2 separate regions of the Rattus norvegicus genome follow, and region 1 is linked to region 2. Evidence: chromatin contacts called from public Hi-C data. All regions are on one chromosome and are shown on one strand. The core of a region is the stretch at or near the end of the contact, and the rest is flanking DNA. Distances in the headings are between cores, read along the strand shown.

Region 1 (4,618 bases), core at 2,089-4,588, 70 kb after region 2:
GGAAGAATGGGATGAGAAACTGTGGGAGGAAGGACTGGGGGTGGGGGACAACTGGAATATAAGCAAATAAAATAATAAAAAAGAAAAAGGAGGAGAAGGAAATGTCTGGAAGCCACATGTGAGATGAAAAGAATGTTGAAACTGTACGCGAGCTGTGGTGAACAAAGCAGGTAGGCTGCATCCTATGGCAAGGGGCCAGACAGAAAGCTACCCCGAGTCCCAGCAGGCTCTGTGGGCTGCAAAGGTCCAGTGGTAACCTGTCGGACCAAGAGCACACGCTCAGTCTGGTGACACTGAGCCAGCCTTATCCTCCTAGTGTTTAGCTCCACCCTGTTTTACTTTAGGGACAAGAGTTTTATAAATTAGACGACTCAGGCAGTGACATCACTAGCTCAGCATGCCAAGGGATGACTGACTTAGAGTATACAGCAGGAAGTAGGCTCTTTTCCAGATAACACTAGTGCGCTCCAAAGCCAGTGTTCATGGAAGGGTCCTCCAGATAGCCCTTATCAAAATGTTCGCATCGCTATGTCTTCTTTCATTATTTCCTTGAGTTGGTAGGAGAATCGGGAATGAAAGGAGTGTGTTTCAGAGACACGTGGATGTTCCATTTCCCTCCATAACACACTACCGGATGTGCAATAATGTCTTTAAATTATGTATTTGCACATAGTGAATTTCTACGCACTTGAGGATGTCGCTCAGTTGGTAGAGTAATTGGCTGGCATACAGGAAGCCCTGGGTTCGATCCCCACTACTGTGTAAACTGCACAGTGACACATGCTTTTAAGCCCAGCACTAGGAAGACAGACTGAAGAGGACTGGAGCTCCAGGTCACAGTTGTCAGCATAATGAATGGAGGGCATCTTGAACCTCATGTAAACTTGTCAAAGAAGAGGAGAAAGATTCCTACAGTTCAATTAAAGCAGGTGCAAGGGACACGGACAGAAGGACAACAAAATGCCTCCATGGGGAAAGGAACTTGCAAGCTTCATGACCTGAGTTTGATCACCAGGGTTTACATTGTGAGAAAAATCTGCCCTGAAAATTGTCTTCTGATCTTTTCATGTGTGCCATATGCATACATACACACACACACACACACTCACACACACACACTCACACACACATACACATACACACACAATTAATTTATTTATTATTTACATATTATTAATGTGATTTTTAAAGTTTGGGCTTTATTCCCCCTTGTTTTTTGTCTGTCTGTCTGTCTGTCTGTCTGTCTGTTTTGAGATAGGGTTTCTCTGTGTAGCCCTGGCTATCCTGTAACTCATTCTGTAGACCAGACTACCCTGCCATCACCACCAGACTAAAATGTTTAAAGGAAATGTCTACAAGGAAGGACACAAATGGTCCACACGCTCATAAAAAGGTGCCCAGCATTTCAAACCAACTGGAAAATGCAAATAGAAACTACAATGAGATATTACACTTGCCAAAAGTGTAATATCTTTTAAAGCAAACAAAAGACAGTGTCCTTGGTGAGGATGTACAGAATCTGTTCGTTGCATGTGAGAACAGGCGACATGGCAGGTCCTTATCTCATCTCCCAACTAAATTATTCGTCAGCCACAAACCCTGGTCTGTTTCTGGTTTCGCCTCTTATGAATAAGCTGCATTTAAATACACACCTAGCATGACATGTCACTTGGCCTTTGAAAGAAAGGAAATGCTGGCATACTGAGTCTTGAAGACATTACACCAAGTGAAACGAACTCGGTCAGAAAAGGACAAATATGAGGTGCTTAGAATGGTCAGAGCTATACAAACTGGTAATACAATGTTGATTGCCAGGGGCTGGAAAGGAAGGAAAGGGAGAGTTGGTTTTGGTTGGTTGGTAGTTTGTTTTGTTTGTTTTGTTGTTGTTGTTGTTGTTGTTGTTGATGATGATTTTGAAACAGGGTTTCGCTAAACATAGCCTAAAAACTTACTACATGACCAGACCGTTTTCCTGCCTGGACTCCCAAGTACTGTAATTACAGGTGATTGCCACCGTGTTGGGAGGGAGTCACTGTTTAATGAGTTTAGAATACTATCCTGGAAAGATGAAAACCTTCTGGGAAATGAACGTTTTGGTAAACAGTCTTAACTGTACACTTAGGACAGTAAGTAGTAATGCACATCGTATGATATATATTTGTGTGATGTATATTTTACCACAATTGAAAAGCAACTTGGATGTAGGTGAGATACGGTCTCACTATATAGTCCAGACTGTTCGTGTACTTTCAACTCTCCTTACTAAGTCTCCTGAGTGCATGCCCCAAGGTGAAGGTGTGTGTGTTCATGGGCGTGGGTGTGGGCGTGTGTGTGTGTGTGTGTGTGTGTGTGTGTGTGTGTGTGTAAAACAACGCTGACCTGGTGCATTCTGGAGATGTGTGGGCATTAAATAACTTCTATATACTCTTTCCTTTCTCAGAACTGCTAGCTTGTTGATTATACTTCATTAAAATGCAGAGGTTAATCCATTAGACAGGAAATTTGTGCGGCAGAGATTTATATTTAATGATTTGTTCATAACAAATGTGGATTCCCAGTATTACTGCTAAACGCTTTACACACGCGCGCGCGCGCGCGTGCACACACACACACACACACACACACACACACACACACACACACACACCCCAAAAGGTAAAGAGGGCAGCGCCCCTGCGCAGCTGTCAGGAGTTTACCTCCTAGGATCCACCTTAGCTTTCAGAGCTGGCCCTCTGCCGCTGGAGGTCTTAACACTGAGGTTTCCACTGTAGATAAATGAAAGGCTGCATCCCAAAGATAGCTTGGCTCCTGAGATTCCAGATTGAACAACGTGGAGCGGTTGTGTCCTCAAACCTACGTAGCGTCTCGGCGGGTGGTGTGTCCAGGTCCCACCAAGGCAACCTCACAGCGCACTTCCCGGGCGGGATCTGGATCCCTCTCTATCCCACGTTCTTCCTTTCCGCCCCCTCTCTTCTTCTTCGGAGGAGTCACAGAGCAACACAAGCCGCTATACGCTCCTAGAGAAATCGGTGCCATCGAGAGTGAAGATCAGCGACGCGGCCCCTGCAGTTGTCACCGCCGCCAGGGACTGAGGCACCCAGCCTCTCCGACGTTCTCGCTCACCACGCGAACAACCTTCTCTCTGTTCCCTGCGAGCCGCGTGTGCTAGGCCAGTGGCTCCTGGGTGCCTCGGGTGCCAGGGTCGTATCGGGTGACTCTGGGAGTGCGTCTGCGGGCGGGAGGACCTGGGGCTAAAGGAGGCGGGTCTGGCCCCGCCCCGCCCTAGTCCACCCCTCCGCCTAGAAGAGGCCCCTGTGGCCGATGCTCACCAGGCTCCGGGCCAGTTCACCCGCTCAACGCGCTCCTGCCAGCCATGCGTCCCGCGGCTGCTACGGCACCCAAGTGGCTGCTTCTCGCGCTAAGCGCTCTACTACCACTGTGGCCCACAGCCAAATCCTGGGAGCTCACGATCCTGCACACAAACGACGTGCACAGCCGGCTAGAGCAAACCAGCGATGACTCCACCAAGTGCCTCAACGCAAGCCTGTGTGTGGGCGGCGTGGCCCGGCTCTTCACCAAGGTGCAGCAGATCCGCAAGGAAGAACCCAACGTACTGCTTTTGGATGCTGGCGATCAGTACCAGGGCACCATCTGGTTCACTGTTTACAAAGGCCTGGAAGTGGCACACTTCATGAACCTCCTGGGCTACGATGCCATGGTAAGGAGAAAGCTCCCGGGGTAGGAGTCCCAGGGTCAAAGAGAGAGGCTAGAGAACTCGCTAGTGGCCTTGCACAGATAGTGCTCAGAGATGCGCAGGTGGAACTCGACCCAGGCCCGTGTGCAGGGAGGATGCAGATGGGCGTCCCTTAGATTATTTTCTTAAACTGATGTTGTTGGGGTCTTGTAGCAAACTGCGACTAATGGAAGAGAGACCCTGCTGCCTACAGGGTGCTTCAGCTTGGATATGTAAAAGCACTGAACATTGTCAAGGGCTGGAGATCTAACTCAGTCTTTTCCACATCTCCCTTCTGCTCCGTCTTCCAAAGAGTGTCTCATCCTTTCTGAAAGGAAACCGGGTCAAAAATCATTCAGGTCACCAGCCTTCAAGGAGGAAAACATCCGATTGGCTCTGCTGTCTGAGCACAGTAAACTCACCTCCTTAGGTCGATTTCCAGTACAGCTACTTCTCTGCCGCCTTATACTAGTTAGTTAGTAAGCCTCGGTGGCCATGTCTTCTATAATGGGAAGAATATTGGCCTCAAAGCACTGTGTGCACATAATATAATCTCTGTAACTGTTAGTTCTTGTTGCTCCCGGGCACAGCCTCACAGGAGCAAGTAAAAAAGAAATGTCAGAGAGAACCGAATGCTGGGATTTCAGGGACTCAATCAAACGCACTTGACTGTTAGAGATTCTGAAAGAGCCTACCAGAGAGATTAGGGAGCTGGGGATGCAGCTAGATTGTTAGAGTGCTTGGTTAGAATTCCAAAGGCCCTGGATTTGATCCCTGGCATTGCCCAAACCAGGCTTGCAGGGCAGGCCTGGTAAAGGCTGGAGGGTCCAAAGTTCAGAGTCACCCTTGGTTACAAAAGAGAGGCCAGCCTGGCATGAGATCCTG
Region 2 (4,307 bases), core at 1,734-4,233:
CAGCACTCAGGAAGCAGAGAAAGGAGGATCTCTGTGAGTTCAAGGCCAGCCTAGTCTACACAACAAGCTTCAGCTAGTCAGGGCTACATAGAAAAACTCTGTGTTCTCCCCACCCCATGGGGAACCATGAATGTAGTAAAGTATTAGAGGGACTCCTCAGAGTTGGGGAAGGGATAGGGAAGCAGGATAAGAAGAACATTCCGGAGGGTGGGTGCAAGCAAGCACACATCTATGCATGGAAAGTTACTGCAAACACTGTCCACATAGGAACACACATTCTCATTTGCTGTCTTGACTATTGATCTCTCTGGGTTTATTCTTATGAGTACTAATTATTCATAATTAGTGAGACCAACCAATATGTACAATTAGAGCACACTAATACATTTTTAAATATAAAAGCATTGGTGATGTAATTAAACATAGTTTTTAAGCAAAGATGACCGCTTGGTGGTCAAGAAAAACAGTAGAACAATAAATGTGTAGTACTAGCCCCAGCTCTTTCTAACATTATTAATTATAATAATACTTATAAGAATACTGTATTCTTTCAGGTATTAGAATTTGTTATATATATATATATATATATATATATACACACACACACACACACACACACACACACACACACACACACACTTTATCTGCATGTACACCTGCATGCCAGAAGAGGCCATCAGATCCCATTACAGATGGTTGTGAGCCACCATGTGGTTGCTGGAAATTGAACTCAGGACCTTTGGGAGAGCAGCCAGTGCCCTTAACTGCTGAGCCATCTCTTCAGCCCCTCCTATAAGTTTTACATGAGTTATTTTATTTAATAACTTCAATAATTGTACAGCTGGTAACACTAAGCCTTAGAAAAGAAATGAATGGTCCCAAGACCACAAAGCTAGAAATGGGCAGAGGCACGATTTAAAACAGGTTTAGCCATTTCCAAAGAATAAAGCCTGTGAACTAGAGCCTAGGAGAGTTTTTCCAAGACCTAGGAAAAAGTCTTAGAAGCTACAAATGAGAAAAACAAGTGTAATCAGCGAGGGAAAGTATCATTCTCTCTTATGGCTGGCAAGGCACACAGTCATGTGTTTGGAAAGTAACTGGAAACATCTACACGCGTATTCTCTTCTGCCAATCACTCCCCTTTGGAGAATCTAATGCTATAAAAACGAAAGACACCGATAACTACAAGTGTTTCTATGTGGCAATTTTTAATGTTAAAAATCTGGCGATGAAAGCCAAATGCTTGGTAGCAGGGCTCGGGGATAAAATAAGGTTCAGTGAGTTCATTCAAGAGGCGGTTAGTTAGTAATTAAAGCAAACGTGATCCAAAGTCATGCTGGCCTGACAGACATCCAAGAAGTGGCACTGAGCTAGCAAAAATTCTTAAGTTCTGTTTACAGTACAATTAGTATTCATGAAAACAAACCCAGAGCTATCAACAGCAAAAACAGCAAAATGGGAACGTGGGTTCCTCTGTGGACAATGTTTGCGGTTACTTTCCAAACATCCACACATGTCACCCTCCTTCACGCAGGGAACACCATCTGTCCCTGCCTGTCTGCACAGCTCTGCGTGCCAAAGATAAGCCGCAGCTACTGTTGTCTCAGTTAGCTTGGAGGAACGAGAGAGCAAAGTGTAAACGAATATTTTTCACCTGTCTTTAAAATGGGTTTACATTGTTTGATTTGTGACTTAAACGTATAATTCAGGTGTTTCTTTTTTTAAATTGGTGGCTCAGGCACTAAGGTCAACAATTAATAAATGGAATTTCATGAAACTGAAAAGCTTCTTTAAGTCGAAGGATAAAGCAACAGCCTACAGATTGGGAAAAGATCTTCACCAACCCTACATCTGACAGAAGGCTAATATCCAAAATATATAAAGAACTCAAGAAGTTAAACACCAACAAACTTTGAATTACCCAATTCAAAGTCGGGTACAGAACTAAACAGAGAATTCTCAATAGAGGAATCTGGAATGGCTGAGAAGCACTTTAAAAATGTTCAAAGTTCTTAGTCATTAGGGAAATGCAAACCAAAATGACTCTGAGAGTCCATCTAATATCAATCAGAGTGGCTGAGATCAAAAACTCAAGGGACAGCTCATGCTGGCAAAGATGTGGAGCAAGGGGGAACACTCCTCCATTTGTTTGTGAAAGTACAAACTTGTACAACCACTCCGGAAAGCAATTTGACAGTTTCTTTAAAAAAAAAAATGGAAATAGTTCTACCTCAAGACCCAGCTATATCACTCCTGGTCATACACCCAAAAGATGCTCCACTATCCCACAAGGACACATGCTCCACTATGTTCATAGCAGCTTTATTCATAATAGCCAGAAACCGAAAACAACCCAGATGTCCCTCAACTGAAGAATGGATAAAGAAAATGCGGTTCGTTTACACAATAGAATACTACTCAGCCGTTAAAAATGAGGACGTCGTGAATTTTACGGGCAAATAGATGGAACTAGAAAATAACATCTTGAGTGAGGTAGCCCAGACCCAAAAGGACATGCATGGTATGAACTTACTTATAAGTAGATATTAGCCATAAAGTACAGGACAAACACGTTATAATCAACAGACCCAAAGAAGCCAAATAGCGAGAAGAGCCCAAGGGAGGTCGCTTGAATCTTTCTCAGAAGGGGAAACAACATAGATTTCAGAGGTTGATGGAAGGAGGGAACTGGGTGGAAAGTGGGATGGAAAGGGGAACAGGGCAAAGGGAAGGGATCAGATATAGGGAGAGCGGGAGAAAGAAGGGAAAGGTGGGATGAACTCTAGGACATGCCAGAGACCTGAGATGGGGGAGGCCCCAGAGAGTCTATGGGGGCGACTCTAGCTGAGACTCCTAGCAGCGGGGGATACGGATCCAGAAGTGGCCACTTCCTCTAGCCAGGCAGGACTACCAGTAGAGGTATAAAGACAGCAACCCACCCACAAAACCTTTGACCCATAATGTGCCCTGCCTCCAAGAAGTGCAGGGACAAAGATCGAGCAGAGACGTAGAGAATGACTAACCAATAACTGACCCCCGAGTTGAGATCCAGCCCACGGGCAAGAACCAATTCCCGACACTATTAACGATACTGTTATGTTTGCAGACAAGAACCTAGCATAACTGTCCTCTGAGAGGCTCCACCCGGCAGCCTATGGAAAGCAATACAGAGACAACCAAACATTAGATGGAACTCAGGGAGTCTTATGGAAGAGTTCGAGAAGAGACCGGAAGAGAAGAGGGACTCCACAGGAAGACGAACAGAGTCATTAACCTGTATGCTTGGAAGTTCCCAGAGTCTGAATCACCACCAAAGAGCAAGCACGGGCTGATTCTGGGCAGATATGTAGCATATGAGCAGCGTGGTCTTCTTATGGGTCTCCCAACAACTGGAGCAGGGGCTGTCCATTGCCTGCCTGTCTGTGGATTCCGTGCCCCTAAATGGATTGCTTTGTCCGGCTTAGGTGGGAGAGGACTCGCCTAGTCCCACAGAGACTTAATGTGCGGGGGGTGGGGGTGCGGTATTGGGGGCTAATACCCAGAGGAAGGCTTCCCCTTTGCAAAGGAGAATGGGGGAGGATCTGCATGAGAGGGTACTGGGAGGAGATGGGGGGGCTGATATTGGGAGGGATGTAAAGAGAATAAATAAATAACAAATAAATAAATTTTAATTTTAATAGGGAAAAAAGGAAAATGATGTAGGTGGTTAATCGCTAAAGAAGAGCCTTTCTACTCCTCTTCTTAGTACAGTGATTGTCGCAGGACTGGCCCAATCTTGCTCTGGGTTCCCAGTATCAGACTCTGCCCTCCAATAAGGAGAGCTAGCCCTCAGTATGTCCTCCTGGAAGGGGTCTCTCCTCAACCCACCCACCACAGTTTCTGACACTTGGCCCAGGCTTTCTTTGTCTTGCTCTCTCAGAGAAGGCAGCTAGGGTCATCTGCACAACACCTACTCACGATCAAGCTGATCCACATTCCAGCTAGAGGAGAGAACAGCCGAGAACAGCACTTAGCTAAGGAATTATTTGCAATTGATGGCTGCTGGGTAGAGAGGGGAATTTTTCTTCAAGGGTGTGCCCACCAGCAGGTTGCCAATGCTGTGGTGGATAGCAAAGTTGAAGGAGAAGCGGGGCGAGGAGAAGAATGAGAAGAGAACACGGAGGAGGAGAAAGAGGAGAAGCTGGTGTGCTGGCCTAGCGGATAATGGCATTTGCCACAAAAACCTAGAGATCTGAGTTCAATCCCCAAGCCTATGAGAGAATTAATTCCCTAAAGCTGTATGATGCTTTATGGGGGGTGGGGGTGGG

What was found. A called contact is a pair of places that touch in the nucleus more often than the background predicts.
Region 1: a contact with region 2 is called in a Hi-C map of kidney, with 2.8 times the contacts expected there. The contact joins the promoter of Nt5e here to the enhancer-like site in region 2. A contact is called at or near these places in 3 of 12 Hi-C or Micro-C datasets (kidney and liver).

The regions. Positions count from the first base shown.
Region 1 is chr8:98,147,587-98,152,204 of GRCr8, forward strand. Nt5e (5' nucleotidase, ecto) reads left to right here and starts at 3,339. Exons shown (of 9, transcript NM_021576.2): 1 at 3,339-3,718. The coding sequence starts at 3,374. It also overlaps a transcript of Snx14 not described here.
Region 2 is chr8:98,078,343-98,082,649 of GRCr8, forward strand. It overlaps a transcript of Snx14 not described here. Among named protein-coding and RNA genes, the nearest start is that of Nt5e, 70 kb to the right of the region's middle. Within about 2 kb of position 2,984, at least 2 of the 93 cell types and tissues checked have an H3K27ac peak or open chromatin away from gene starts, as enhancers often do. A contact at or near this core is called in kidney, where this site is marked.